6 separate regions of the Mus musculus genome follow, and all the other regions are linked to region 5. A link is a contact called in public Hi-C, HiChIP or PLAC-seq and promoter capture Hi-C data. All regions are on one chromosome and are shown on one strand. Each heading gives the region's core, a stretch centred on a gene start, on an enhancer-like site or on the middle of the called end of the contact. The rest is flanking DNA. Distances are from core to core; before and after follow the strand shown. Region 1 overlaps Vps13b (vacuolar protein sorting 13B). Region 2 overlaps Gm32970 (a long non-coding RNA gene). Region 3 overlaps Vps13b (vacuolar protein sorting 13B). Region 4 holds the start of Nipal2 (NIPA-like domain containing 2). Region 5 holds the start of Osr2 (odd-skipped related 2). Region 6 has its middle 37 kb from the start of Gm22208.

Region 1 (4,687 bases), core at 880-3,379, 550 kb before region 5:
TTTTTTCTTCCCCTTCTGAATCTCCTGGCTGTTGCTATGTGCCTACTTTATCCAATCCTACTTAATGTATTTATCTAAAACCTTTAATCAACTAGAATCACAGTGTGTAATTAGTTTTGATGAGATTTTTCCACTTGGTATTATATAATCAAAATATAATCAAAATAAACTACACTCCTTGTAAGCCTTTCTGTCTCCTTTCCATGAGAGAGTAAAACCATGAAGGAGAGGATACGGCTCCAATTCCCACTCAGTTATACATCCTGAGGTTAAAGTGTACTTTTCACAATGAATTGGGATCAATCTTAACACAGATGTTAAGTTATCAGCTAGAGGTTGAAAAAAATCACATCTTCTCCTCATCCCTAAAACTGATGAGGGTTTAAGGAAGAAAATATAAATTAAGGAACAAAAGGGGGTTGCTTATATTTTTCTAAAGAACATTTGAGGTCTTCAGATGTTTCTCAAATGTTTCTTCATCTATGGAATGTATTATAACTATAATAAACTTCAACATTTCTTGGAATGTTTTAGATTCTGTTATATTAAAAAGCTTATACTCCTTTATATGACATCATCTACACTGAGTCCTAGAATGCTTGTAAGAATTTGTAGTTAAAAGATGGCTTATTCATACTTTAAGTTAATATCATGTTGAAGAAGCAACTACATGGTTATCTGTACGTTTGTTAAATAAGAGATGTGAGTGTACCTCTTTTTAAATGTTATTTTGCTCAAACCAGGAAAATTGACACAGAAAACAAACCAAAAAAAAAAAAAGTGGTATACACACATACACACAAATGTATGCATGTGGGGGGGTCGGGAGAGAGTGTTCTATAACCATAGAAATCAAGAACCAATGAAAGGCGATGTTAAGTTTGAACTTATGACGTGACAGTAAAGGACCAAACTGTTTCATACCTGATAATATGATTTTAAAAACTAGATGGAGAACTCAAATGTTTTATTCTACTCATTAAATTTATTTTCATTGTAAATAACTATAGTATATGTCAGCATTATTAAACATATAATAAAATTCAAGTTTCAGAATAAACTTCTTTCTAGAGACAATAAATCACATTCAGGACAGAAAAAAATGAGCACAGAAGCCTTTATCAGCCTGTTTCAATGGCAAACGTCCTCTGATTTCAAAGTAGTATACTTTCATATTTACTTTAGCATACACAGGGTCCAATGCCTACCATATTAAAACTTGGTGGCAAGTACCCTTGACAGGGGAGGAAACAAGAAAATTATAGCAACAATTACAGAAGCATATCCTCTTGTGGCTCATGTTAACATTGCCAAATTCCTGTATAAATCAGAAGCAACTATTCATAGAATGTACCTGTCAGCAATCTGCTGTGTGACACATGGCTCTACTTAATGGCCTATCCTTTCAAGGCACTGTGCTAGCCGGGCATTCACAGTCTGACGAGGTTTAGGACATTTGAATGTTTATGTACCAGATTTTATTTATGTGTATAGCTGTGTCTAAGAGAATATTTTTTCTCTGTAAGAAACTGATATTTTGAAGGCCATTTTGCAGTAGTTGCTACATATGAGTTTGCTTATAAAGCTCTGATACTAAGACAAAAATGTCCTGGATTTTAATGTTCTATCAAGAATTCTCTATTTTCTACGTTTGTTTTTTATTAAATGCATTGTTCAGAAAAAAATTGAAGCTAGAAATTGGAGCTATGGAAGTTTTTTTTTCACATTGCTATTTGAACCAGCTGCAAAGATTTCGATCACACTAGCTCTTATTTTACGCATGTCCTTTGCAACATGAAAACCATGGAATGCCCTTAAAAAAGACTTCAAATACAAACCAGATGTGTTATCTTCTTTCCCTTTGCTATTGCAGTACCACGTTAAGCAATTAATTCTTTAGTCTTCTATAGGTCTTCATGCATATAAAGCAAACGTTAAATTTTATGTCTGTAAAATCTAATTCTCATAAACATTTTAGGTTAGAGAACTTGAAAATTTAGAACTATTTATTTCATAAAATTGTTTCCATAAAGATCCTCAAGATATTCTCATAAAATCCCCCCTAAGTTCTCCTCCTTGTCCCCAGGAAGGTTCTTTCCAGGAGCAAACACCCTCCCATAGCTTCTAGTGCCTGCTGCTGAAAGAACTCAGACAAGACTCACTCTGGGAAGCCGTCTCTACAACTGTGTGTGAGTACGCACAAAATGGCGACACAGGTCTTAGCGTAACTGGTGACTAAATGTGAAGGCAATAATGAAAATCAGCACAAATGCAGAAGGGATTTATTGTGTAATCATCCAAATACTCTGTGGGACTGTTTCCATTCTGCAGACACAGGTCATTTTCCATTTTAAGTATGCCATTCACCATTAGTTTATAGTCTATCTATTTTCTAATGTGAGTAATTTCTTATAAAAGATACAAGAAAAACAGTAAAGTTATTACAATTCTCTATGAATATAAGAATCCATTCTGCAGTGCTTTCTAGTGAATCAAAAAGATAGGATGTCTGCAAAGGAAAACCAAGAATGCTCTGCTTCCAGGTTCTAGGCCATGGCTCATTCATGTTTTTGTTTGAAAATCTAGAAAGCTTAATTTAAGTCCTTAATTTCTACAGTGGACATTCAGACAGTCTGGTACCTACCAAAGTTGAAGCTTTAGTTAAATAGAACCACAACATTAAAAAAAAAAAAGTCTTGGGAATAAGTTACTCTCCACCCAGATATGGTCGATTGGGCCCTCAATAGATGGCATGACCTTGACACATGTGTGGACCCACGGTCTCCAGAGTCTGTAGAGAGAACTCTGCATCACTTATCTAAGCAGATGCCATGACTCTGATCAGTGTCAAGCCACAGTGTCCAGAGCTTTGTAAAGAGAACACTTGCATCACTTTTTCTAAACAAAGTGGTGCCCTCAAACCCTTCATCCCTCACATTTGGGTTTGGGTTTAACTTATAATTAAGTGGTAACACGGAGTGTACAGTAAAAAGATCGCATGCAGCCAAACTATAAATGCTTCTGGGGTGTGCATACCTGTTGCCACGCTTGTATTGCAGTGTTTAAGGAATGAACTACATGCTGCCCGAAGTTGACAAGCACAGAGTCCACTATCACGGTGGAGTCCAGCAGCTTCTGCACGCCATCACTGGAAAGTGCCATCTGTCCACAGATGCCAAAGGGTTTCACCACAGTTTGCATCGTGACGTTTCTGCATTCCAGAAGTTTACAATCCATCTGAGATGAGAACTTGATCTCCTGGCAGACAGGACCACTGTTCCACTGCCGAAGATGCAGGTTTGGTTCTCTGAAGGAAATGATCATGTATTCCAGTTCAGATGGCACATTTTTATCAGAAATGAATGGCTGTAGGTACTGTGGTGAAGCTTTTAAGAATAAAAGAAAAGTGGCAATTAAGATGTGTCAATACTTCATGGAAACAAGTGAGGTGACGTTTAAATGATTCACTTTGTTCTTAAATTTAGTACTTGAAATTAATAGATTTAAACAATTGCTTTAAAATGTTAAATTTTTTGAAGTACCATTTGACATCCGAAAATACACTGTTTTGTTCAATCAGGTCTCAAACGCATATTGCTCAAAGGTTATTTTCACTTCCATAGATAAAAAACGTTTGATCCCAGTAATGAATAAGAGAAGACAACCATCTAAATCTCTGTCTACTAACAAAATCTCTAAAGCAACAGAAACATGACTCTAGAAAATGCTTCAACTCTATTCTTGCTGAAAAGAAGATGCTTAACAGCAGCTAAAATGAGTTTAATCTCACCTTCTCCATTACATGTCAGTTGAGAACCTAAAACCTAAATCAAGCTGGGCAGTGGTGGCTCACGCCTTTAATCCCAGCACTTGGGAGGCAGAGGCAGGTGGATTTCTGAGTTCGAGGATAGCCTGGTCTACAGCGTGAGTTCCAGGACAGCCAGGGCTACACAGAGAAACCCTGTCTCGAAAAACCGGGGGGGGGGGGGGGGGGGAGAAAGAAAAGAAAAGAAAGAAAGAAAAAAGAAAAAACCTAAATCAAACTGAATTAACTAGAAAAGGGTTGAGACTAAATGCAACACTTGAGAAATAATTATTCAAATAACACTGGGAATTTAAAGGAGCCTACTTTTGCTACATGGGGATTTATTTATATTCCTTTTAAATGTGTAAAAATATGAGTCTTGTAATTTAATGAGAATGTGCCCATCTTTATAGAGTAGGTATCTTGAACTCAGGTCATAAATATCAAGTTCTTTTGGGATCTATTTTCCAATAATGTAGAATACAGATGAAAATATATGTTTTTTTTTTAAGATTTTAATTGGTATAACAGTAAAACCTGCAGCTAAAACAAAACAAAATATACTTCCTTAAAAATTCTCTTAGAACATATGTCACTGAGGAGTAGGGCCACACCTGCTGCACTATATCAGCTTTAGAGTAACCCTGGAGTGCCCATGCTGAGAACTGTGAGATGCCATGTGGGGAATTTAGGTTTTAGGCTTTAGGCTTTCACCCAGGACCACAATGAATGGCACTAAGTAGGTGTTCTCTTGATGCTGAAGCGATGCATACCTGTGCCTAGTTGGTCCAGGTGATGGCAAAGACGGAATTCCAGATGAGCGAACTGGAAGGACATGCACAGGGATGGGACGAACCATGGGGTAAAACACGAGTCCACTCT
Region 2 (4,648 bases), core at 97-2,596, 520 kb after region 5:
CTCTAGTTCTTAAGAATGGAGTGGCAGGCTCCCCAAAATGGCAGTTTTGAAGACAATGTCCTAAGACGGTAGTCCAGGCCTGATCCAGGCCAGATACCAGATAAACAGAAACCCAAATTCAGCACTCCTCCGAAACCTCATCATGTGTATTTCTATTTGTCAGGAAAGTCACGACTTCCCTTCTCTGGCCCCAACAGTCAGTAGATAGAGACAAACTGCATGTGGTTCCCAATCAACCTGAACATCCTGCACCAGCTCAGGTCCCCCACCCTGCTGACGGCCACATACAGCACTTGTTCTCCCACTAGGCTCTTGCTCTTCCTCTCTGAGCTAGTGCGGTAGTCTCTCTTCCAATGGACTGTCTTTTCTACCCACGAGGTGATCTAGTTCAGCTGTTTCATTGATCCTCATTTACATTTGGTACCCAAACCTGGGAAAGACACTTGAACCCCTAAAATCTTTACTATAACCAAACTAAACTGCTGACTTGGCTCTCCTGGGCATGGATCATTTGCCTTTGCTGGCCTTTTCTACCCACCATATTCAAATATAGAGTGTGTCTCTTTGGTTACTTCTCTTTACATTTTATTACTACTCTTTTCTCCCTACCTACTGAGTGCCTGCCCTCTCTCTCCCTCTCCCTCTCCACCTCCTCCCTATCTCCCACCCCCTTCCTCCCTTCCTCCCTTCTTCCATTTTCCTCCCTCTGGCTCAACAGAATCCATACTGGTATGCCAGGCTGCCTCCCAAGCCCTTTTAGGCACCCCAGTTACATGGACAGGATGCCTGTCCGCTGTGATGCTGGGTATCTCTCTGACAAAGCTTGGTCCCCCAAGGATACCCTTGAACTGAGACTCCGTCTTACTGCCCTTCCCTACCCCTTACCATGGTGCTCTCTCCGTGTCTCCATTTATCCTCATGATAGGAATAGAGTTCCACAGCCTCTCTTTCCTCACACTTAGACATGCAGTTGGTACCCTCATTCTGGTGGGATTCTTTTCACAGCCCCCACTACCTGGACTTAGAAAAAAAGAATAGTTCCTAAGTCTCCTGCCTCCCCTTGCTGGGCCCAGGGAATTCTTTACTGCTGCCCTTTCTTAAATCTCCCGCCCCTCATTCAAAATTAGACCCTTCAAAACTCCTCTCGCCCTTCCTTCTCAAATCTCTTTCCCTTTTCAGACTCAAGGATACATTAAGCCTCCCATAGGGTGGTAAATTTTGGCAAACTGAAAGAGGTTACCCAGAGGCCAGATAAGAATCCTGCTGAGTTCACTGCCTGACTCTCCTTCAGCACACCATGCTAGAGTCTAATTCTCAAGAGGGCATGCTTGTCCTCAACTTTCACTTCCTCTCTCAGGATCCTGTTATTAGAAGAGAACTTAAAACATACATGATGACCCTCAAAACCCTCAGAGAGCACAGCTGGAAGTAGTGTTAAAGGTGTTTAACGGAAAGGAGGAACAGGAAAGAACGGTAAGGCTTCCTGTGATAGACAGAAGTGCCAGTTCCTGGCAGCAGGCCTCAGGCCACCTCCAGAGAAAATGGGGCACAAGCAGACTCCATATAAGACATGCTTCAGGCATAAACACTGGTCACTGGGTGAAGAACTGCCCTGGACTTTGCCTGTCACCAGGACCCTACCCTAACTGTCGACAGGCAGGATGCTGTAGGTTGACTACCCTTTTTCTTGCCAAGGTAGGTATCAGTCCCCCACATTCCTCCTCCACAGGAAAATCTCTTGGAGCTTCTGGGTCTGGCAGTCAAAAACAGATGCTTCCCTGGGACCCCAGCGCCTATCAAGGCCATTGAGATCACCACACTTCTGTGGTGCAGCAAGCTTAAGTTTCTGCCACTTTTAATTGATATGGTGGCTATATGGTTCATACTTCCTGCTCACTGCAGTAAAACCTACCCTTCTCAGATCACTGTGATAGATGTTGACAGCTGGCCTCACCAGCCTAGGGTTACAGGCCCTCTCCTCTGTTCCCTCAGGACCACCAGGTTATCCACGTCTTCCTCATTATGTCTAGCTGTCTAACCCTATTACTGGGTAGGGATGTCCTGGTCAAACCATGCTTTTCCTTTTCCTTTTTGTTTTCGTTTTTTAAAAAAAATCTAACCCCTTCCAGAAATTTCCTTCTACTTTTAGTGTCTGAAGAGTTTCCTTGACCCAGACTTATCTTCATCCACATAGTCTAGTATCTGCTGCTGTAGCAACAAGCAGGCCTCAGTGAGCTGGTCCCAGGAGCTGCCTGGTCAGTCCATCCACAGCCCAAAGTTCTGGTTTTATCCCAAAACCTTTCTGGCCTTACCAAAAGGGTACACAGGACAGACATGCTGCTTGCTGGTGATACAAATTTGAGATCACTCAAGGAAACATTAAATTATCTGAGTTTCTTAAATAAAAAGCTTCAAAATAAAGTTCAATTATCTATCAGTCTATACTGATTTAAAAAAAAATCAGTGAAACTTCCCAACAGGCTCACAAACTTTGTCACAAGAATGTAAAGAATATAAGGAGAGAGAGAGAGAGAGGAGAAAAGAAAAATGAATGAAAGAAATTCCTTGGGTAAAACACATTTGATCTTCTTCTGCTAATAAACAGAAACCTATGAAAAACTTCACAAATATTGTTAATATTCTACAACAAGACACAAAAAGACAGTAAGGAGATTGCTACTATCTTGTTTCATTCATTGACTTATAAAAATACAAATTCTGATTAGCCCTGTAAGTGTTTGAAGTGTAAAAGTCAGTTAGCTTTCCTAGAGCTAACAGGCTTCCTTCTGGGACAGATAACTCACAAATAGGTTTCAGTTAAAAAGCAAAGTCTACCTTCTTCTTGAGTTTCATGTGTTTCGTGAAGGGGGAACAAAATACCCATGGAAGGAGTCACAGAGACAAAGTGTGAAGCAGAGACTGAAGGTATGACCATCCAGAGACTGCCCCACCTGGGGATCCATCCCATAAACAACCACCAAACCCAGACACTATTGTGGATGCCAACAAGTGCTTGCTGACAGGAGCCTGATATAACTGTCTCCTGAGAGGCTCTGCCAGTGCCTGACAAATACAGAAGTGAATGCTCACAGCCATCCATTAGACAGAGCACAGGGTCCCCAATCAAGGAGCTAGAGAAAGTACCCAAGAAGCTGAAGGGGTTTGCAGCCCCATAGGAGGACCATCAATATGAACTAACCAGTACCCCCAGAGCTCCTTGGGACTAAACCACCAATCAAAGAAAACACACGGAGGGACTTGTGGCTCTAGCTGCATATGTAGCAGAGGATGTCCTTGTCAGTCATCAATGGGAGGAGAGGCCCTTGGTCCTGTGAAGGTTATGTGCCCCAGTATAGGGCTAGGGCCAGGAAGCAGGAGTGGGTGGGTTGGTGAGCAGGGGGAGGGGGAGGGGATAAGGGATTTTCAGAGGGGAAACTAGGAAAGGGGATAACATTTGAAATGTAAATAAAATAGCTAAAATAAATAAATAAATAAATAATAAATAAAATAAAATCAAAGTCTAAGGAACCATGCACTACTGACTTTAAGTTGCTTGTTAACTATTCCTTTAAGTCCTAAGGTTGATTCAAAAAAGCTGTCTTTTGCAAAATTTATGGTCAATAACCAAGCACCTATGTCACATGGCATCAAAAAACAAAAGCAGTAAGAAACAGTAAACAAGAAAATTACATGAATGCAAAATTGAAAAGAATTTTAATAAAAAGTGATTTATATATGAAAGTTAAGGCTGATGGATATGATACTATGGAGGAAAGATAAAATGTTTATGCATGCTGTAATGAAGTTCAAAGTAATGGGTTGTTTCCAGATGAAAAGGCAAGGAAAAGGTTTTTTTAAAGTAATGAAGGTTTGAGGAAGTGATTTAAGGTCCATGAAAAATGAGAGGTAAAGATAGAATTATGAAGCTAGGGGGTGGTGGCACTTGCCTTTAGCCTCAACACTCAGAGGGGCAGAAGCAGGTGGTTCAAGGCCAGCCTGGTCTACAGAGTGAGTTCTAGGACAGTCAGAAGGAGAGGGATATATGTATGTGTGTGTGTGTATATATATATATATATAAACCTATTGAAACATTGAAACACAAAATTGGAAAACATAATATAAGGAAAGTTAAATCTTTAGAGTAAGAAAAGAAAAAAAGAAAAATGCCCAGGAAAAGCATTGTGAGAAAAAAAAAAAAAAAAAACTCCAAAAATGAGTGTTGATCATCTACTGCTGGGAATGGGGCCTACACTTAAGAGTGGTTTGTGCACCCAGCTCACTATTGAAAGAAACTAATTTTTCATTTGCTAGTGTCTATTAACTGGTTCTAAATTGGGGTTCAGGACACTGGGACCCCATTAGGTCCAGGCCTGTGCAGACCCTGTGTACCTTGCCACAGTCTCTTGTGTACATTGGTCCTGCTGTGTTTAGGTGGCAGTGTCTCATTGATGTTTTTCATCTCCTCTGGTTCTTACAATCTTTTCATATCCTCTTTCACAGTGTGTTCTCACACACAAGTGTTCCCTCCGACACAAGGGGAAAGAATTGATGGAGACACCTCATTTAGGGTGGAGTGTTCAGTGGTCTTGCTCTCTGCACATTGTCCAGTTGTGGGTCTCTGTATTTGTTCCCATCTACAGCTTCTCTG
Region 3 (4,799 bases), core at 1,929-4,428, 580 kb before region 5:
CTTTTATTTTGGTAATGGCAACATGTATTTTATTTTGGTTTACAATATCCTTTGGATTCACAATGATATTCAAGTTCAGGGAAGAGAGAAAAATCAACCTCAAGCTGTAACTAACCCATGAATTCCAAAGACTTAAAAACTGAAAGGTTTCATCTCATTTGACATCAGAAGAATATGCAACATTACGCCTATACAGGCTAACATTCCAATTCCATAAGGTAACTGCATCTGATTACTTCAAGAAATAGGAAAAATACAATTGAAAAAAGATGTTTATAAACTGGAACTTCTGAAATTGTTCTCCACTAGAAAATAGTTTTTGAAGATTTTCTTATAAATTTATATTGCTTTTTGAAATGGGTTAGCTTTATAAAGTCTCTGGTGGCAGACTATGCAGTCTTTCTGTGAATTTTTAGTTTGTAGTCAGAATTTTCCACCCATGACACTAATGATTCTATGGTGTTATAATTAACAAGTGATATGTACAATTATACACATCTACGTACAGTTACAAGGCACCGGCAGGGTGGTGGATTAGTGTTTAATGCAGCTGCTATGCTTGTCAGATCCCTTGTACACAATGGGAATGTAAGGAGTATGTGTCATCAGATGCAGTGGTGATTTAGCCAGGAGTACTGCTGATGAGGAAAAGCACATCTGAAAAATGTTTAAGTATCAAAGAACATTCCATACCCTTTATGTATGCACCTACCAGGTCAGTTTTCCATAAGGAATTCATCCTGTTAAGATGTACGTGTAACCTCAGAATATAATCTAGTTATTGAGAGAAAAGAATATGCTAGTTTTAAGTTATTTTACCTGAAAATTAGGAGGAATAATAATTTTGCCAGCAGGAACTTGTAGAACAATCTTCTCTCCTTCAAACAGCCAGAGATCCCACTTGGACTGATTGATAAGCAGGGCCCAGGGTAGCAGTTCTATCAACAGGGTTCTAACATATGGTTTCCAGATTGACAGTTTGACTCGCATTGGGCTATCCCACTGACTCAGCTGCTCATTCCTGGTCCAAAGAACACATTCAAGTGACTCAGTGAACTATGATGAGTTCAGGATTTATACAGTATGTCTGAGCATTCCAGACACACAATGCTCCCACAGGAAGCCACTGTGCAGGACAGCAGCGCACAGCAGCCTCACCCAGGGTTGCACTTGCAAGCAGGAGAAAGCAGCTTTTCACGTAATGATGCTTTCCTCTTTGAGTAAAAGCATCCATTAGGCTAAACCAAACTAGATGACATCAGAATCCGATGCATTCAAAGGCTCTGCTCCATGGCATTTACTCTCTCTAGCATAAGGGTTAATCAAACTATAAAGTTGACTGGACTGAGAACTACATAGCAGATTCCTCTGGGCACAGTGATGAAGATGTTTCAAGAGAGGATTAATTCTGAATGTGAGCAGTACCATCCAATAGGTTGGGGCTGAGAGGAAATAAAAATAAGACAGAAAAAGCTAGGAGCAAAAACATTCTCCTTCTGTCCTCTGGCTGCCATGGCAGGGGCTCCTCTGCTCTGCCTTCCCTCCCATAATGGACTAAAAGCTCAGGAACTGTGAGACAAAGTCTTTTCTCCTGCAAGGTATGGTACTCGGGGATCTTGCCAGCAATAAAAAGTCTCAATAGCAAGCTAGTAGCTTGGGAATGGTGTTTTTCTTTTTTCTTTTCTTTCTTTCTCTCTTTCTTTTTCTTTTTTTTTTTTAGTATTTTTTATTAGATATTTTCTTTATTTACATTTCAAATGCTATCCCCAAAGCCCCCTATACCCTCTCCCTGCCCTGCTCCCCAACCCATCCACTCCCATCTCCTGGCCCTGGCATTCCCCTGTACTGGGGCATATAATCTTTGCAAGACCAAGGGCTTCTCCTCCCATTGATGGCTGACTAGGCCATCCTCTGCTACATATGCAGCTAGAGACAGAGCTCTGGGAGGCTTCTTAATGTTTAGAAGTACATATAGAAAACGAATGAAGAATGTCACCTGTCAGAATCTTTGTTACTGTAAGGCCAAGTGGGCTCCTGGGACTTTTCTGGCCCATAGAACTCATCAAGCATCTCATTAACTGTGCCTCCAGGCTGTATCTTAGTGGCTATTTGCTTAATGAGGGCTGTTGATATGGGAACCGCACAATCGGAAGGGTCATATTCTTCCCTAGGAAGTGAAAAGAGAAAACAGTAACAGATTTTTAAGAGTGATTTATTTATTTATTATATATAAGTAGTACACTGTTGCTGTTGCTGTCTTCAGACACACCAGAAGAGGGCATCGGATCGCATTACAGATGGTTGTGAGTCACCATGTGATTGCTGGGATTTGAACTCAGGACCTCTGGAAGAGCAGTCAGTGCTCTAAACCACTGAGCCATCTCTCCAGCCCGCTTAAGTAATTTATAATTTACCAAAAAAAAAAAAAAAAAAAAAAAAAACCAAAAAACAAAACCTAGAAATGTAGTTAGATTCACACTGTTCTGTGGGGTATTCTCCCTCCTCTTTCCTCTTTCTTCCTCCTTCCCTCCCTCTCTCCCTTCAGTGAGTTGGAGATTTATGACACAATTTTTAGATGGCCTGTGTCCTGGCTCTTCTTCCCACATACCCATGCTTGGGTGAGATCTCTAGTCATCTCTTCTCTGCAGGAAGGTGTCAATAAAATCTAAAATAAATTACATTTTATGATTCTACTTGGTTATTTATAAGCTTAATGAAAACGGCCAGATTCTATGTAGAGCCTTACTTAACATTTTTCTCAGGTCAGAATGTAAGTAAGGCTGCACCATGTAACCAGAACAGCTTGAGGCTACTTTACTTCTTGGGAAAATCCGCTTTGCTCATACCGTGCTTGAAATGTCAGGTGATGTACAAGGTCAGGTTCGACATTTTGCAGTGGATTTTCCTGCCCTCTTCCTGGAATAATCTGTGTTTCACTCAGACCCAGACTTCTTTTTTCCAAATGTATAATAATGGGGTCTGGAAGATGACTTCTCATGATAAAGAGAGGGCTGAACACGATCTATAAAAATAAAAGGACAGAAACAACTTTCATATTTGCTTTGTTGCAGTATTCCAGCTGTTTGATGCTGAAACATACGTGTAATAAATCTCCTCCCTGGGTCACTGTGACCTTATTCATTTGAGAACAGGAAAGGTCAGTGTTGGACACCATGCCTCAGGATTGGGAAAGCACTCACCATTCGCTGCTGAACTTGAGAGTTGGGTTCCAAAGTCAAAACTGTGCACCACACATAAATAATGGAACTGTTTGAAGTAGGCACCTGCACACGAGATAGGAAAGGCCCTGTAAGATCCAAAACAGCCTGATAATTAAGCAAAATATACGGAGTATCAGTTTAGATGATGAAAGAAGTTACAGTTACAGGAAAAAGCCACTAGGAATACTAAGGAAGTAAAACCAGACTTAAAATGAAAAGGGACTCCTTTCTGCAAAGGTGAAGAAGTCTGCACATGGATAGTGACGTGAGATGGGGGAAGAATGAAGAGATCCAGTTCTTAAATGGACGAAGATGAAGGTGGTGAAGATTCAGACAGAGACTAAAAACCATCAATCATCACAAAGATGCTCAAGTGGGGAGGTCAAGATTCCAGTCCCACCTCTGGGAAGCCCAGAGACGGGAGCCATTGCCGGAATCACTGACCAGTTTTTTTTTTTTTTTTTGTTGTTGTTGTTTTGTTTTCTTTCTTAGATTTCACTTTCTGCATAAACCAGTTGTGATTTTATTACAAAGTATGGGCTACATAAAGTAAATGCACAATGAGAACATTTCTGTGTTTAAAGTCACTCTTTTCCAGATATCAGGGACTCTCATACCTGGATGACAGTGCTATACTCAGAGGCTTTGGGTTCCAGACACACATCTCTTGACCAGTCCTCGTCTCCCTTAGCCTTCACACACAGCTCTGTCAGTTCGTTGTTTTCTAATATGTACGAAGGCAACTTCTGTTTGGCTGTGAGGCAATCAAAGTGTTCTCGAACTACAGCTTGTCCATCTTGACCAATGTAATGCTGGACAACTTTCAGTTCTATACTCTGAGACAAATAGCTACAGATGATCTGTCTTCCGCAGATGATAATCTAAAAGATGATACATAATATACAAAAGGTTCATCAATTTGGATGTCATTAACCAGAAATATGTATTCTTTTGGGAGATAATGCTGATGTTCATTACAGATGAAGTCATCAGTTTAGTATGACAGCGAAAGTAAGGAGTCTTTAAAGAAAAAAAATGAATTTTGTTCTGATCATATACAGTTGATGATATTTAAAGAGGGGACACATAGGCTGGGAACCAGTGAGCAGCTGGAAATGGTGAGGTGCTTGAGCTAAAGATGTGTGCAATAAAAACTGTGGAAGCAGGTCAGTGCGTAGCTCACCTGGCAGACAGGGTAGAGGGAGGCGCAAGCCTGCCAATCACCTTAAGTACACTCAGTGAGAAGCAAAAGGCTGGAGAAGGGGCAGAAAGTGGGTCCTGTAGGAAGAACTTTGCTCATGTCTTGAGAGGTGACTGACCAGGAGATGGTGGTGGTCAGTGCTGACAACGGCTACAGAAGCTGCCACGCATGGGATGAGAAGCAGGCCAGTCACTCTGTAATGTGAGAGGAGCTGACATCATGTGCTCCCTGAGGCTGCTCTCCAACAGCTCTCTTATCTGCTAAGAGATCTTGGTGGAAACTAATACAAATGAGCTTTGATTGAAATACAGAATTATATTATATTTTGCTTTTCTACATTGTAGAACTATACAACTTTAAAAATAAACACATAGAAG
Region 4 (4,555 bases), core at 1,468-3,967, 620 kb after region 5:
TTGCCTATATGTATGTCTATATACCCTGTGCATGTTTCCCTAGGGAACCAAAAGAGGGTTTCAGATTCCCTGGGACTGGAGTTATAGATGGTTTTAGCTGTCATTGGAATTGGTCAATGGGAATTGGACCTGGGTCCTCTGAAAGAGCAAGTTGTGCTCTTAACCACTGAGCCATCTCTCCTGTTCCTCATTGTCTTCCTTTTATGTAAAAGACTGAAAGGCTCAGAGAAACAAAATTACTGTGTCAAAGTCACACAGCAAACAAGCAGTTATCAGGCTCTGAATACAGGCAATCTGTCAAGCCTCTTTTTGTAAGGTTCTCTTTAAAATCTCCACTCTGTAGTTCACTTGCATATAGGAAGTGAGATACTGGAGCTGATCTTTACCTTGAACCCTCCATTTATTCTGAGATGCTCATTGTTAAATACTACTACTACTAATAATAATAATAATAATAATAGTGATAATAGTCATAATAATAATCATGATAACAAATCAAAAAACAAAACACTAGTGTTAACTGTGTCTTGCTAAAAATGATGTTTTTAAAGTTTTACTAATTCTGCAATTAAATGATCCCAAATAAGGAGGACCAAATGGAACCCATTCTTCAAGTGCTAAGTGAAGTCCAGCTTCAAATGATGTGGCACTAGAATTAACAAGAAGTCAGCCCTTAGATTGTAGCACCAAGAACTGAGAGACTGAAATGAAATCTGCCTCGCCCCCAAGAAGCCCTGCAAGAGGCAGAGGCCAACAAAAGCAGGAACAGTCTTCGAAGCTCCACCTACAGGGCTGGGACCAAAATAGTTCACACGCATCCCTGCCGCCTCCTGTGAACCCCGTGGGAAGGCACTCTGGTCACGAATTGCTTGTTTCAACCACCCACACACACTAGGGCAGCAGCAGTGATGGCAGCCGCATCTTGGAACCCATCGATCGACTAACCAACAGCACGTAGGCTTCACATGTTTCTCCATCAAGTGCTTTCTTTCTCCAAAGGTTTTATACAAATATAAAGAGATCGAAACTGATTTTCTAAGTTAAGAAGTGAAGAAGCTTCTGAGTTGTGAGCAACAGAGCATGGGGGCCTGATCATAAAGGTCTCACAGAGCAGGCACAAACCTGTGAACGTCCCTGGAGATGGGGAAGGTCGATCTGTTTAGTATTTTGCTTGTTAGAGCCTGCCTGCATGCCTACTTACAATCTGGCTGACAGATAATACTCAGGAGTGATTGTGCCAAGCTCTGCCAGTTCCCCTCTGCCACCCCTCCTCATCTATCCTCACATACTACTCTCCAGGAGGGAAATGCCCCAAAATCTCTGGCAAGTAAAGCTAGGCATGTGACTTATTCCCAGCCAATGGGGTCAAAGGAGGAGAGATGATGGTTGTGGAGGTTGGCGATTCTTGGACAACCATTTTCCATTAAAGAGTATGCGGATCCCAGGCATGGCAGAGCTGAGGGATGGGAGTGTCCTAGAATCACATAGCAGGCATGTGTTTCAGGGGTATGGTGCTTGCTTAACATCTAAAGGCAATGGGTTCGATTTATAGCACCATATACTTATGAAATTAATGAAATTTATATAGCGAATTGATTTTTCTTTGGGGTATTTAATTGAAATAAATTCGTTTCTTTAAATTGAACATAGTTAGCTACAATTATTAATTGTTGACTTAACATTTTGTTTACTCAAGCAAGAACCAACACAACTGTCAGGACGACTTGCCTTTTTTTTTTTTTTTTTTTTTTTTTTTTTTTTTTTGCGTCTGAAATGACTTACACTCTCTTCTCTGCTTTACATATTTCCCCTAAGAAATCATCACAGCTTTCTCCCAGGTCCCTTTTTCCCTCTCTCTCTTCCTCTCTCCCTTCTTCCCTCCCTCCTTCTATCCCCCCTCTCCTCCTCCTCCTTTCTCCCTCCTCTCCTCTCTTCTCCTTCCCTCCCCTCTCCTCTCTTCCTGTCTTGTTTCCTCTCTCCCCTATCTTTAAAGTGCATAGCTTAAAGAGTCTCAGTGTCTTGAAAACAAATTCCCAGTGTAGACACTTCATGTAATAACACAAAAATCACAGAATGTTCAAAGTGACAGACAAGACAAAGATCATTTGTAGTGTAACCGAGTTTAAAACCGGTCAGACTAGAATATCCAGTATGCGTACTTAAGGTTGTTCTTAGCATTTCTGACTCAACTTAAATCACCATATGGGGCAGCTGACAACGTTTCAGCAATTCTTTATGAACTTATCTGACAGCCTATCCAGCTGCCATAGGATATCTCTTCTCTATTCTTCGAATAGTTCCTAATGGTCACTCTGTGGCTGGGCTCTTCATTCACAATGTGCCCAATATTGGGGAGAGGGAGATTATGGCTTTTTCTTTTTTCCATATGTGGAACATTTTAAACCTTTTACACGCGCGAACTGGAACTGCCAAGGGTGCCGGTCACTCTTTAGATTAATGGATAGCTCCTTTTCTCCCTGCACTTGGACAAACATTTGCTTTGTGCACAGTAGATCCCAGAGGCAAAAGAGATGATGTCATTCCTGCGCTGACAGGTGTAGGCACCGGGGCCCAGAAGGGAGCGGCGGCAACTGGGCCGAGCCCGGACCTCACCTGCGTGCCGCAGGAGCCAGGTGCCGGCGCCGGGTCGCCGGGCAGGAAGTGGCTGCGGCTGCGGGAGGACGGACGGGAGGGCCGCGCCCGAGTCCCAGCGCGTGGATTCAGTCCTCATGGCGGCTCCGGCGCGCACAGCCCCCGAGGACGACGCCTCGGCCGTCCTAGACGAGCTGTCTCGGAACTTCACATACTGGGCACCAGGCCCGGGCAACGGCTCGCTGTCGAGCGCCTGGTATCGCAGAAACCAGGTAAGGCCGCCCGCGCACCACAGCGCGCCGCCTGCCAGCTCCACGCAGGCCCCGCGGAGGCGCCAGGCCTCGGTGCCTTCCTGCCAGCTCTCCGCGCTCGCGACTGGGCGAGTGGGTAGAGCTGACACGTGACGCTGACACTTGGCTACCCATCCCCTCCGCCCCCTTCCCCCCTCCCGGCCTCGGCGGAGCAGCAGACCCCCAGGCTGCTCCCTGGTCTCACTCTTGGGCCTTTGGGTCCCCAAGGACCTCGCCTCCCCCAGCTTTCTTCCCCTCCTGCAAGGCGGTGGAGGTGGATTTCCACTTATTTTTCAGGCCAGTTTCCTTTCACAGTTAAAAAATAAAAAATGGTGCTACCCTTCTCAGAAGCAGAAACTCATTAAGGGGCTCCCAATGTCAATTCTGTGCAGAGTTGTGTCTCCAAGGTCCCAGCAATCTCAGCATCAACCTTCCCAGATACTCTCAGCTGCAGTACTTCATTGCTCGCTGCTGTCAGCCAAACACCACGGGTTTATGCTGGCAATATAAATTTAAGAGCATCAAAGAGGATCGGAGGTGTCCCCTACCCCCTCTGCTGGCCCTAAGATCAGGCAGAGAAGCAAAGCTCTCCCTAGCATTTATATTCCTCTAAGTGGGGCAAGTGATTGATCTTTCAGGCTTGCGTTAGTTTTCCTAAGCCTGTTACTTTGTTCTTGTGCATGAACAAAGCCACAGATCTTTTTTCCTTTGCAAGAATAAGGCCATAAATTTTTGTTACTGTTGTCCTCAGTGGGATATTTAACCACTAATCAAAGAGATCCTTTTTATGCTTGAAAAGTATCCTAAATGTTTGTTTCTGAACTTGGAGGTGATTTGTATAACGAATAAATAAGCTTAGATCATCTTTTTAATGTTCAACACAGGAAAGATTATGGCTTTAAAACTGTTATGTCACAAAAGATAACAAAATGGGGCAGGGGCATTGCTCAGACACTGACTGACTCTCCTTGCTTCCACTGTGGAACTACAAAGAAGAGACTTTCCTTAGTGTATGTTATGCTTGTAGTAGACACATTTCCAATATAAGTTTAAGAATGAATGGTCTGCTCTTGGTAAAATATTAGAGAGTTAGTAGATGTGACCCACCCAGGCATCATCCAAACCAGGAAACCATTGTTTTCACTAGAGAACTTATGTAGTCATTAGTTTTCTTAAACATTTCCTGGAATTCTTGATTGTCTTGGCTCTCCCAAGCACAGATTATCATGTGACACAGATGTTTGCAAGGCTTAACTTGCTCTTTATAGTACACAGTTGTACATCAGGAGGGTGTGTCCAGAAGATGCTAAGTGGAACTCCTAAACTGACACGTTAGCTGCAGTTGGTTGAGATAAGACGATGTCAGCCTTTTTCATCAGTGTGCAGAGTTAGGCCATCTTAAAAGCCATGGTATTTTAGCCTTTTGCTGTTGCTGAAAGGACAATTACTTTTGTTTCAAGGAAAAGTACAAATTGAATTTTAAAATCAATTCAACAAACATTTTATCAAGTGCCACTAGTATTGTCCAGGACAGTAAAAATAAATGGAATCTAGCTTTTCCTTTCTGATACTAACTGAAGAGAGAGATGGCTGAATATGGCCTATCACTTCAGAAAAACCAAGTGTGAGGTCTGAGCCCCCATGCCCCACAACTCATGATTGGTCCTGGGATC
Region 5 (4,809 bases), core at 1,627-4,126:
CCCTGCCCACCCAATCCTTTCTGCACCGAATTTTCTGCCCCATAGCGTTTATGAAGGGTTGTTTGAGACTCTATCTGCCAGCAGGCTTAGAGGGCTGCGCTATGACACAGCGCTCTCGCAAGGTTGAAACTAGCTGCTTCCGTGGACTCCCTCCTTCCTCCACTGTTTGGAACAGTTTGGAGACAAGAGATTTATTAATGAACTGCTTCTGCCTGGTGGTATGTGGTCTGGGCGTTCAGGCTGGGAGTTAATGAGAAGTGTCTAACAGTCGGAGGGTCTCAGTCAGAGCATTCAACCGAAACTGTAAACTCCCATTAGTAATAACTTTCCCACCACACAAATCACTATTCACTGCTGTTCAGCTGCAACACTGAACCCCTCTCCTATGGTGTGTGTGTGTGTGTGTGTGTGTGTGTGTGTGTGTAGGAAGATTCTACTAACATCACTGTTTACTCTTCAATTAAAAACAATAAATTTCATCTTTATTTCCGTCTCCGTAGGTAATAAGGATTTTCCAGAAAGTCAAACCATTTTCCCCCTAGTGTCGAAAGGCAGCCTCTCTCCTGCATGGAGAGGAAATCAAAATGATTATCTGGATTTATTCTCAGTCTAGATTTCTTAGAAATAAATGCAGGAGGCAATGCATGGTTCTCAGAATAGACGGAGGTGGCAGGATGGCTCTGTTGAACAACTATACAACAGAACAACTATAAAAATTGATGATTTCTGACTCCAAATGCTCCAAGTTAACTTTGCCATAAAGGTCACAATCTTAATTCTGTCTACAGAAATCCGAGTGCCACTCTTCTCTTCCCAATGATTTATACTGCAGAAAGGAGACTTATAATTTCTGTTACTCCCAAATTGCCACTTCATAGAAAGTTTGCTTTCTTTGCAAGGAAGAGTCATCTGGTTTGAGGAAGAGCAAGCCAGTCTGCCCTCTGATATCTCTTTACAAATAGAGTGCCCTTAAACACCTACCAAACATAAATAACCAGAGAGTTCAGATTCCCACGCCCCTGTTTAGTCTCTAGCAATGTAAGTCAAATCATCGCTCAAGTCAACCCATGGAACTAAGGTACTTTCGTTTTGTTGGGGCTGCGGACTTACTCCATCTCAGGCACTAACTATGGGCCCTCTGCTGTCATCTCTCCACTAGCATGTTTCGGACCACTGGTTACCTTTAATTTTGCGAGGAAAGTTAAACCATGAAAAGTCATAAACGGTTCAATGGAGAGAAAGCTACATTTCTTTCATCGGTTTTCAATGGAATTCTCAGGCATGTTAGACGATTTGTAAAATTTAATTTCGCTGGCTGTCAGCAAAGTACATATTAATTTCAGTTTGGTAAAACTTTAAAAACACTGGAGAGCACAGGGGTCCTGATTATTTGATAAAGACTCTCCAATCGTTGGTAATAGTGATGTTACATTGAATAATAATAATAATAATAATAATATCGTTCGGCGTTATCTGCTAGACCCTGTGTATGGGCTTCTGAGTAAAATGACAGATGGATGAATGGTTATGTTCGCTGATTTTCAGTTCAAACACAGCAGAACTGTGTAAAAGCCAGAGAGCTATAGTAGAAAGAGATCTACGATCATGGTGGGGGAGGAGAATTTGGTCAAGTGGGGGGGGGGCACGAAGTTTCTGCCCCTTCCCCGTGCCTCTGCCTTCCCGAAGAGTTAATTAAATTAAGGCGCCCTCCGCATAAACTGGGTTTGTCTCCGCTCCCTCCCTCTCCATTTCATTTTCTTGTTCTGTTCAAGACTGGAATTTGTGGAGCAGAGAAAGTTGCTGTCTGCACCCAGTTTCGCTTCGAAAGCAGTCAGAACTCTTTTGTTCTCTGCTCACAGGTGGGGAGACCGATCCAGCGTTGCTGCCTCCACAAACACCTTGTCCTGCCTCCTTCCTACAACCGCGACTCCATTCCGAGCTATTTCTCGACAACCCAAGCGTCTCAGCTCCTGAGAAGCTTGCCTGTTGGCCTCTGGGCGAAGACCGGAGCAGGAGGAAAAGCAAGAGGCCAGTACACGGTTGGAAAAAATAATCACCCATGACTGGACTATTCCCCTGTGAAATGCGCCTTCGGAGTCGCTGGCTTGATTGCACCGTGTGTCCCGGCCCTTCCGTGCTGAGTGCCGGAGCTGCAGTAGGAGGAAGCGTGGATCCCGCTTTCTAGAGCAGGGGAGCAATATCACGGGGTGATGGGATCTGGCCACAAAGTACGATGATCGGCCTTTATAAATCTTGCCGAATGCGTAAATCTACCAAAACCAAACTAAGGGACAGCGCACAAAAGTACAACTGAGTGTATTAGCTGGGAGTCGCGTGCAGGGACCGGAGGAGGCCAGAACACGAGGCCCGGGACTAGGGTCCGCACGGCTGCCTTTCATTTTCTGAACTTGTAGCGCTCCAGACTGAGAACCTGGGCGCCCCTTGAGCACCCACATCCCTCCCTTCCTTTGGAAGGCTACAGCCTGGCCCTGGAAAGGACACTCACCGCCAGAACCGATGTCTGCCTGGGCAGCGCGGTTCAGACTAGGTCCGGACAGCAGGACGCACAGCTTGGAAAGGTCATGAGGTCCAAACTGGGAGAACTTCTTTTTCGGCGCGTTGTCCCGGGAACCGAGAACATGATCTGGGGGAGCGAAAGCGACAGCGGTAATTGGTCTTCGGCAGTCCGTGGAAGCGGGATGTGTAAAGAGCGAGCGTGTTGGGATGAGTGCTCAGAGCTCGCCCAGATCCCGGTGCCTGGGCCAGTTTCTGACCGCGGACTGCGGGTAAAGTCGGAGCCCGCAGCCCTGCAGGGCCATCACCCTCCGGCTGCGAGCGCGCTGAGCTCCGTCCCAGCCCGCGTCCCGCCCCAGGCTGCCCCTGGCCCGGAGTCCAAGGCTTTAGTAGCGGCCCCGCCTCCCCTCGCGGCGGGCGTCCTGCAGAGGAGCAAGGCTGCAGCGCCCAGGCTCCGCCTCCAAGCCCGGCGCCCGCTAATGGTCCACTCTGTTTACTTGTGTTTGGATAGCAACTGAGTCTTAAAGGCGCAGGTTTGCTTGAGGTTTTCCCAGTTAACCCAGACACAGAGCCCAAGGTGACTCAATTCAAACCTCACACAAAGACAACGCCCATCCCCTCTTTTTGGATGACACTTTCCTCACACCGATAGAAGTCCGACTACTGGATCTTTGCTCCCCCAAGCCCGCAGAGAAGTCCAAAGGGCATTTCGTACTTTTACTCGGTTAGCTGTCGCGTCATTTTACACATCTTAACACTTTTAATATGATCATCTGCTTCAAAGGGCCAAAGCTATCAGTTTTAGATTTTGTTTTCCAGCATATACCGCCCTTCCTCCTATGTAAAACAGTTCTGCCCATACTTTTGGTCAATTGTGACTATGTGTGTAGTCTGGTTTCCTCCCTGTTTTCAAAACGAAGTTTGTTTATGAAGGTGACAATTGACTAATTTCATAATTAGTGCAGAGACATCTGGATGTTCCGGGAGAAATTTCTTTCAATATCTAAGCTTTAATCAGCTAATGTACATTTCATAAGCAGTTAACCAACTTAGGCAAAGGAGTGGGCATCTGCAATCCATTGGCAAACAATAACCTGCCCATCTGGAATGGGTGAAGAACAATCTTTTTTAAATTTTAGGAAAAAACTATTCCAGTGCCTCAAAACGTGCATTATCTTCATTCTCAGCAAAAATTGAGTTCATTGTTCAGCCGCCAGGAAAATTGATTGAATTTGACATGTACTGTTAGGTTTCTTAGTTCTCCTAAAGGTTTAGTTTTGTGAGCGTGTAAATGAGAGGGTATTACAGTCCCTCTGGAAAAGGATGTCAGGGAACGATAAGATCCACTTGAAGCAACTTCTTTTCAGACGCAACGCGCCGCCGGAACAGAACTAAGCAAACTGTCCCTCGTCCCAAACCACTTGAGGACACTTTAGCTGGTGCTTGCAGAACCATAGATCTTTTAAAGGAACTGTACAATTCAAACGTGTTTCACCAAAAGATGCTTTTCGGTCGCCCCCTCAAAGGACAATTACAATAACCTCAACTATGTGAGGAGATGGATAGGTGTAAGCAGAAAGCTACGAGCCGAGCCGAATCGTCAAAGACCAAGCAGGAAGGCAGGCAGACACTACGGAAACGATCCCATTAAGGTAAAAGCCTTTTGTTTTATTTTTGTCAAGGTGAATATTAATTTTCGTTTCTTTGGTAAAACGTAATTCAGGACTAGCAGGCCATCTTCACCAATTGTAGGTTCGCAAGGATTAGGAAGTGAGCCTGGGACAGAGACTGGAGTGTTCAGTATCCTGTAGTGCTTAACTACTTCAGAATAAATTTGATGGACGCAGGAGAACGCCTAGGAAGAGTTGGGGGTTTAAAAAACCGTTTCTCGAGTGAGTTCCATAGGGTGCTTTCATTTTAGCGCTTGGTCTTGAGCCTCAGCTCCCAGGATGCCTGCGGTTCCCTCTTTCCAACCACCTCATTCCTTCGAACAGCCTTTCTCAATTTAGAGAACTGGAGGGAACTTTCTTTACATTCAGACCCCCCCAGGACATACACGCACCGTTGGTGACCTGAGCTTTGAGCCAGTGCTTTCTAGTTCCCTTGCACTAAAGTGGAGGCAACTTCTGCATCAGCAGGCTTCGCACCTTTGGGCCCGTGTGTATTGAGTACTGAATCTCTCGCTTTTCAAAACCGTGGAATTTCTAACCCCCCTTTCCGAAAGCTCCCTGAGCCAGCCTGTTGCTGTAAACACGTTTACCTCGCGCTTCTCAGCCTGGGAAGAACTCTAGCCCA
Region 6 (5,072 bases), core at 2,268-4,767, 730 kb after region 5:
GCTTGCTATAAGCTAGAGTTATCTGTGAGATGGGAACAACAGTTGAAAAATTCCTCCATGAGATTGGCCTGAGGAGCAGCTTCTTGATTGGTGATTAATGAAGAAAGGCCCAACCTTTTGTGGGTGGTGCCACCAAGGGCTGGTGGTCCTCGGAACTATAAGAGGCTGAGGCTGGGCATGGTGGCCTGCACCTTTAATCCCAGGACCTGCAGAAGCAGGGGGATCTCTGTAAATCTGAGGCTACCCTGGTCTACAAATAAAGTTTCATGGCTGAGAAAGAGAGAGAGAGAGAGAGAGAGAGAGAGAGAGAGAGAGAGAGAAAGAAAGAAAGAGAGAGAGAGAGAGAGAGAGAGAGAAAGAGAGAAAGAAAGAAAGAAAGAAAGAAAGAAAGAAAGAAAGAAAGAAAGAAAGAAAGAAAGAAAGAAAGAAAGAAAGAAAGAAAGAAAGAAAAAGAGGAAAGCAGGGTGAGAGGCTGAGCAAGGCAGGAAGAGCAAGCCAGGAAGTAGCATCCCTTCATGGCTTCTGCTTCAGGTCCTGCCTTGACTTCCTTCAGTGATGGTCTGTGATGTGGAAGTATAACAAAATAAACCCTTTCCTCCCGAAGTTGCTATAGTCATGGTGTTTCATCACAGCAATGATAAACCATAACTAAGACAACAGTCAGCACTGTTAAGACTGTTCTTTCAGACGTCATGAGTTCAAATCCCAGCAACCACATGGTGGCTCACAATCATCCATAAAGAGAAACAAAACAACCTATGGTCCAGAGTGAGTGTGGCCCGGAGCAAGCAGGACTAGAGCAAGAGAGAAAAGAGAAGGGGAGAAAAAAGATCCTCTCTCTAAATGTGTTTGTGTTCACATGTATGTTCAGGTACACACGTTTGTTCAGGTACACACTTGTATATGGAAGGTCCTGGCTGATGGCAGGAGTCTTCCTTGATTGCCCTCTTCCTTATTTTTGAGACAGGGTCTATCACTTGAATCCAGGACTCATCGGCAGGGCTAGTCTTTTGCTGTGGGGATTTCCCCAAGTTCTAAAATTACCAAATTATACCCCAGCACTTACATAGGTCCTGCGGTTCTGAGCTGTCATCCTCTCATGTGTGCAGTAAGAGCTTGAGCCACTGAGCAATCTCCCTGGCCCTAACAATTAAGGTTCTTAGAGGGACATCAGCCTGGTTTTCTTAGGCGACCTCTAAAGGTAGTAGGTATCCTTTAAAAAGATAGAAAAGGGGGAAATCCAGACTCAGTCACTTGAAAATGGAGGCAGATATGAGGGTCTTGAAATCACAACAGAGAATTCCTGGAGCCGTGTGAACCTGAAAGAGATCAAGGATGAGTCTCCTTTCACAGGGAGCACTAGCCTCTTAACCTTTGATTTGGATTTATATCTCAAGAAGGAAATATATTTATTTCTGTTACTTCAAGCCACCAAGCATATGACAATTTGTTGCAGTGACCTAGAAAATAAATATACAGATCAACATGGTCTTTGAAGCGCCAGAACATAGGAGAAAACCTCAGCAAACAGACTCTGCATATGCTGGTAACATGGGGAGGCCCCTCCACTGGCCTCCAGTGACTGGAGCTGATGTACATTTAAAAGTTTGGAGTAGACTTGAGAAGAAAATGGTGGCATTTGCTTCATATCTAAGAACGCAATATGGATATGAATATAGTATTAGGACTTTAGTGACTGAGAGATGGCCCAGCCAATAAAAATGCTTGTCACATAAGCATGAGGACCTGAGTTCAGTCTACCAGTCAATGAGCTCCAGGGTCAGTGTGGTATCCTGCCTCCCCAAAATTGAAAAGGACACCTAATGTTCACCTCTGGCCTCTGTAGCACAGCACTCACAGATATGAACGTTCACACACACATTAGTCACTTTTCTAGTTGGTGTCATCAAACCTATGGTAGAGACAACCTAAGAGAAAAGGTTGATTTGGCTCACAACTTCACAAGTTTTAGTTGAGCACAGTGGAAGATATGATGGTGAGACAGGTTCCCCGTGGCTGTGGAAATGTAGTAGTAGAATGAATACAACAGGAGAAAGGAAAAGCAGACTGGGTGAAGCAGAGGTCTGTTTTAGGGAGCTCTTGGGGACCTAGCCTGGCTCTGGAGACCACAGGTGTGTGCAGCTCACCCCCCCCCACACACACACACACACACTTTAGGGGCACACATTACAACCACACCCACTCAGTCCCCAGCCAGCCAAGAGGGGACTACTGGACACCAAAAATGCCCAATATTCACAGGCTCACTGGGCTGTAGCCTCCCTCAGCCTTGAAGCAGGCTGATCCAGACTTTGACCTTGCTGCCACTAAGAAGGAGATTACCTAGGGTAGATGCTATGCATACTCTAGTGAAGTTTGCTTGGCAGGCCAAGAGGCCTGGGAGCACTCACAAGGCAAAGAGTTTCAGAGAAACTCACCTCCTAGAATATTGGCGTTCTCATAACCCATATACTCATACCCTACCCCCACGTTAGTCTGGTGTATGGATCCACGTGCTCTCTTTTAGTATTATTTTAGTATAAGTGCCTTTAAAGATTGAATTCTGACATAGCTAAGCCTTCGCCAGTGTTCCAACATCCTAGAAAATCCTTGAAGCCGACAAACTTGGAATTCAGTAGGAATTCAGTGAGAATGTCATCTATTCAGTAACATTCAAGTTTACTTCTAGTAGAAACAGTGAAACTAACTAGGCATTACAAAGAATGGAGCTAGAATAGCTCAGGGCTGGTCTGTAGAGTGATTACTTAGGACAATAGCCAGTCTTACCCAGACAAGGGAATACACTATGGTCTAGCGAATAGGTGGGTTTACCATGAAAGAGTTGGGGAATCCCACTGAGACAGGAATCTTCACTACAGCCAGGTATAGCAGGCTATACTGCATATTAGAAGCAAGTTGGTGAATTCTTCTGACAAATGGAGATTCTCCACAGATACTTAAAAGTTACACTCATACAAGAATTTATCGAGGCCTAGGAAATAGGAGGTTTGCATTATTCATGAGAAGGTCTGCTAGAGCAGAACCCCCTGGTGCTAGCTTTCACAAGGCTCAAAGGAGTAGCACAAATTGTGACTAGGGTGTGAAATCCTTACCTGTCTTTAGCTGACCCTAGGCAGGGAGGTTTTAACTTTACTGTAAATATTACCTGGTTCCTGTAAGTCCTTTTGAAGTCATTCCTTTGTTTTGTGCCAGGTAATTTCAATGTACTTTGCCTGCTGTGACATCCTACCCCCTTTATTTTCTGTATTATATAAGACTGGTGTTCACTTTGTGAAAATACATTCAGACTCTACACAACCTCTTGTGTTGCGTCTGTCTGTCATTCGCTGACTCCTTGTCCATCTGCAACCAGAGATCTGTTCTATGCAGACAGGGACCAAAGAGAGTCTGCAGCAGGTAGAGCCTTCTGACCTTGATGGCTCTATTTGCTCATCTCCAAGACTCTGCTTCCTGCAGAAAGGTCCTTGAGACGTTCCAGAGACACACCCTATAGATCACCTACAAGCTGGCTCCAGGCACCAAAAATGGGCTGGCGGGGGATGGGCCTACCCTCTTTATAAGCACGGACTCTCAGTAAACTTCAGAGGCTTTAAACAGAAAGGTTTGTCTTGGCCTCATTCTTTTCTCTATGTCTGATCTCTTTCAGCCCCAGCCCGCCTTTCAGGGAACCCAGTTCACATGGCCGCAGGTGGCTACACTGGGCCTAGAAAACAACAGTTAAATGTGGTTTCAGGCACCATAAACATGGACACTGTCTCAGATTATAGTTCAAACCACAAAAACAGTGGAACTCAACAAGCACAGGAGGCAGTATTCAGATAAGAAAAGGGGAGCCTTTAAATGTGACCAGAGAGCCCTGGTAGATTGCCTGGCTTAATCTGAATGAACATTACCTCATTAGTTTTTAAAGGCTTAGTGTCTCTCATGTATCTATCTAAAGATGGCTCAGGCATGGCTAAGCGAAAGCGCTGGTACAAAAAGGGATGCCGAGGATGTGGGGCACAAGGGGAACCCTCTTCAAAGTGAAAAGAGAAAGATCAGTCTCCCAGTCAAAAAGCAGCTAGAATTCAGAATGCAACAACAAAGGAACCCTTCAAGGACCCACCATCCTGTCTACCAGAGAGTGTACAGCTAAGCAGGTGGGTCAAGACAAACTAGAGAAGTAAATTAATGAGAGTAAGAAGAGCCCCTCCCGACAGAGCAAGCTTTACTATACTACCACCAGCAGCAGCACCAATACTACCCCCAACCCCAGTACCATCACCAATAGCAGCAGCACTGCCACCACACCACCACCAGCAGCAACGGCAGCACCACCACCACCAACATACTACCACCAGCAGAAGCAGCAGCACCATCACCACCAGCAGCAGCAGTAGCATAACCACCAGCACCACCACCACACACTGCAAGCTAGGAATTCTAAAGCTCTGCCTTCTGGACTAGATGGTGTATATCAGTCTCCTGGAGCCCTCCCTTCCAACTGCTCACTCTCCACTATCTCCAGGGATCTGGGCATTCTGCAGCTATCTTCCCTTTTGGGTATGGGGGTATTGTAGTGGCAGCCTAGGACACTGCTGCTACCCAGGGCACAACAGCATACTGGACCTGTAAAGGACAGCAATCTGTCTCCAGGCACAGTGGACTGGTTGAACATTGTACAGCCTTATCTAAAGTGAACCACCTGTTTCCTGCTGGGCTCAGCTCCTGACCTTCCAAGGTCTCCACAGAGTAGACCTTCATCCAAACCATAGCTGAGGAATGACAGCCTGGAATCTACACTCATTTTCCACTGAAACAAGGGAAAGTAAAGATGGCACCAAACAAAACCAGCTTCCAGCACTTCTTGTTTACTCTTTCCAGAGTCTCCTTGGCCAGGGGCTAGAGAGCCCTTCTTGAGGGAACACAAAAAGCCAGTTTGGGTTTTCTAGAGTTGTTTTTTCTTCCACGGTTCTACCGCCCACCTTTTGTTACATGCAAGTTCACTTGGGGGTTGGGTTCAGTCACAATGTGTTTCTAGCACTATTCAGAGATAGACAGGCTGCTGCTTA

Evidence for each region. Promoter capture Hi-C pulls out the DNA fragments that hold promoters and counts their contacts. A called contact is a pair of places that touch in the nucleus more often than the background predicts. HiChIP or PLAC-seq counts read pairs in DNA pulled down with a chosen protein or histone mark.
Region 1: a promoter capture Hi-C map of the 3T3-L1 cell line shows a contact between it and region 5, with 7 times the contacts expected there. The contact joins the enhancer-like site here to the promoter of Osr2 in region 5. A contact is called at or near these places in 9 of 39 promoter capture datasets (the 3T3-L1 cell line, cranial neural crest, embryonic stem cells and 5 more), 5 of 115 datasets of contacts at active chromatin or transcription factors (craniofacial prominence, embryonic forebrain, embryonic hindbrain and 2 more) and 1 of 9 other capture datasets (embryonic stem cells).
Region 2: a contact with region 5 is called in a promoter capture Hi-C map of pre-B cells, with 4 times the contacts expected there. The contact joins the enhancer-like site here to the promoter of Osr2 in region 5. A contact is called at or near these places in 4 of 39 promoter capture datasets (the 3T3-L1 cell line, the C10 cell line and pre-B cells) and 1 of 115 datasets of contacts at active chromatin or transcription factors (large pre-B cells).
Region 3: a Hi-C map of uterus shows a contact between it and region 5, with 2.9 times the contacts expected there. The contact joins the enhancer-like site here to the promoter of Osr2 in region 5. A contact is called at or near these places in 11 of 39 promoter capture datasets (the C10 cell line, HPC-7-derived erythroid cells, cranial neural crest and 8 more), 4 of 484 Hi-C or Micro-C datasets (all in uterus), 13 of 115 datasets of contacts at active chromatin or transcription factors (bone marrow-derived macrophages, craniofacial prominence, embryonic forebrain and 8 more) and 1 of 9 other capture datasets (embryonic stem cells).
Region 4: a contact with region 5 is called in an H3K4me3 HiChIP or PLAC-seq map of forebrain, with 4 times the contacts expected there. The contact joins the promoter of Nipal2 here to the promoter of Osr2 in region 5. A contact is called at or near these places in 16 of 39 promoter capture datasets (the 3T3-L1 cell line, 3T3-L1-derived adipocytes, the HPC-7 cell line and 9 more), 3 of 115 datasets of contacts at active chromatin or transcription factors (embryonic stem cells and forebrain) and 1 of 9 other capture datasets (embryonic stem cells).
Region 6: a Hi-C map of embryonic stem cells shows a contact between it and region 5, with 3 times the contacts expected there. The contact joins the enhancer-like site here to the promoter of Osr2 in region 5. A contact is called at or near these places in 5 of 39 promoter capture datasets (the 3T3-L1 cell line, 3T3-L1-derived adipocytes, frontonasal cranial neural crest and 2 more), 1 of 484 Hi-C or Micro-C datasets (embryonic stem cells), 6 of 115 datasets of contacts at active chromatin or transcription factors (craniofacial prominence, embryonic stem cells and forebrain) and 1 of 9 other capture datasets (embryonic stem cells).

Annotation. Positions count from the first base shown.
Region 1 is chr15:35,839,948-35,844,634 of GRCm38.p6, reverse strand. It overlaps Vps13b (vacuolar protein sorting 13B), which reads right to left. Exons shown (of 62, transcript NM_177151.4): 41 at 4,579-4,687; 42 at 3,037-3,386. Among named protein-coding and RNA genes, the nearest start is that of Gm41292, 45 kb to the left of the region's middle. Within about 2 kb of position 2,129, at least 7 of the 459 cell types and tissues checked have an H3K27ac peak or open chromatin away from gene starts, as enhancers often do.
Region 2 is chr15:34,772,644-34,777,291 of GRCm38.p6, reverse strand. All of the region lies in intron 2 of Gm32970 (a long non-coding RNA gene), which reads left to right. Among named protein-coding and RNA genes, the nearest start is that of Kcns2, 62 kb to the left of the region's middle. Within about 2 kb of position 1,346, at least 22 of the 459 cell types and tissues checked have an H3K27ac peak or open chromatin away from gene starts, as enhancers often do. A contact at or near this core is called in pre-B cells, where this site is marked.
Region 3 is chr15:35,874,865-35,879,663 of GRCm38.p6, reverse strand. Vps13b (vacuolar protein sorting 13B) reads right to left here. Exons shown (of 62, transcript NM_177151.4): 45 at 3,839-4,102; 46 at 3,201-3,284; 47 at 2,847-3,022; 48 at 1,997-2,167; 49 at 820-1,021. All of the region lies in intron 2 of Gm41292 (a long non-coding RNA gene), which reads left to right. Among named protein-coding and RNA genes, the nearest start is that of Gm41292, 9.6 kb to the left of the region's middle. Within about 2 kb of position 3,178, at least 4 of the 459 cell types and tissues checked have an H3K27ac peak or open chromatin away from gene starts, as enhancers often do. A contact at or near this core is called in uterus, where this site is marked.
Region 4 is chr15:34,676,868-34,681,422 of GRCm38.p6, reverse strand. It overlaps Nipal2 (NIPA-like domain containing 2), which reads left to right and starts at 2,717. Exons shown (of 11, transcript NM_145469.5): 1 at 2,717-2,864. The coding sequence starts at 2,730. 4930413F20Rik (RIKEN cDNA 4930413F20 gene) reads right to left here. Exons shown (of 4, transcript NR_045883.2): 3 at 3,222-3,380; 4 at 2,219-2,845.
Region 5 is chr15:35,294,165-35,298,973 of GRCm38.p6, reverse strand. Osr2 (odd-skipped related 2) reads right to left here and starts at 2,876. Exons shown (of 4, transcript NM_001368665.1): 1 at 2,507-2,876. It overlaps Gm52178 (a long non-coding RNA gene), which reads left to right and starts at 2,940. Exons shown (of 3, transcript XR_003951500.1): 1 at 2,940-4,166.
Region 6 is chr15:34,565,921-34,570,992 of GRCm38.p6, reverse strand. No RefSeq gene overlaps it. Among named protein-coding and RNA genes, the nearest start is that of Gm22208, 37 kb to the right of the region's middle. Within about 2 kb of position 3,517, at least 14 of the 459 cell types and tissues checked have an H3K27ac peak or open chromatin away from gene starts, as enhancers often do. A contact at or near this core is called in embryonic stem cells and stem cell-derived epiblast-like cells, where this site is marked.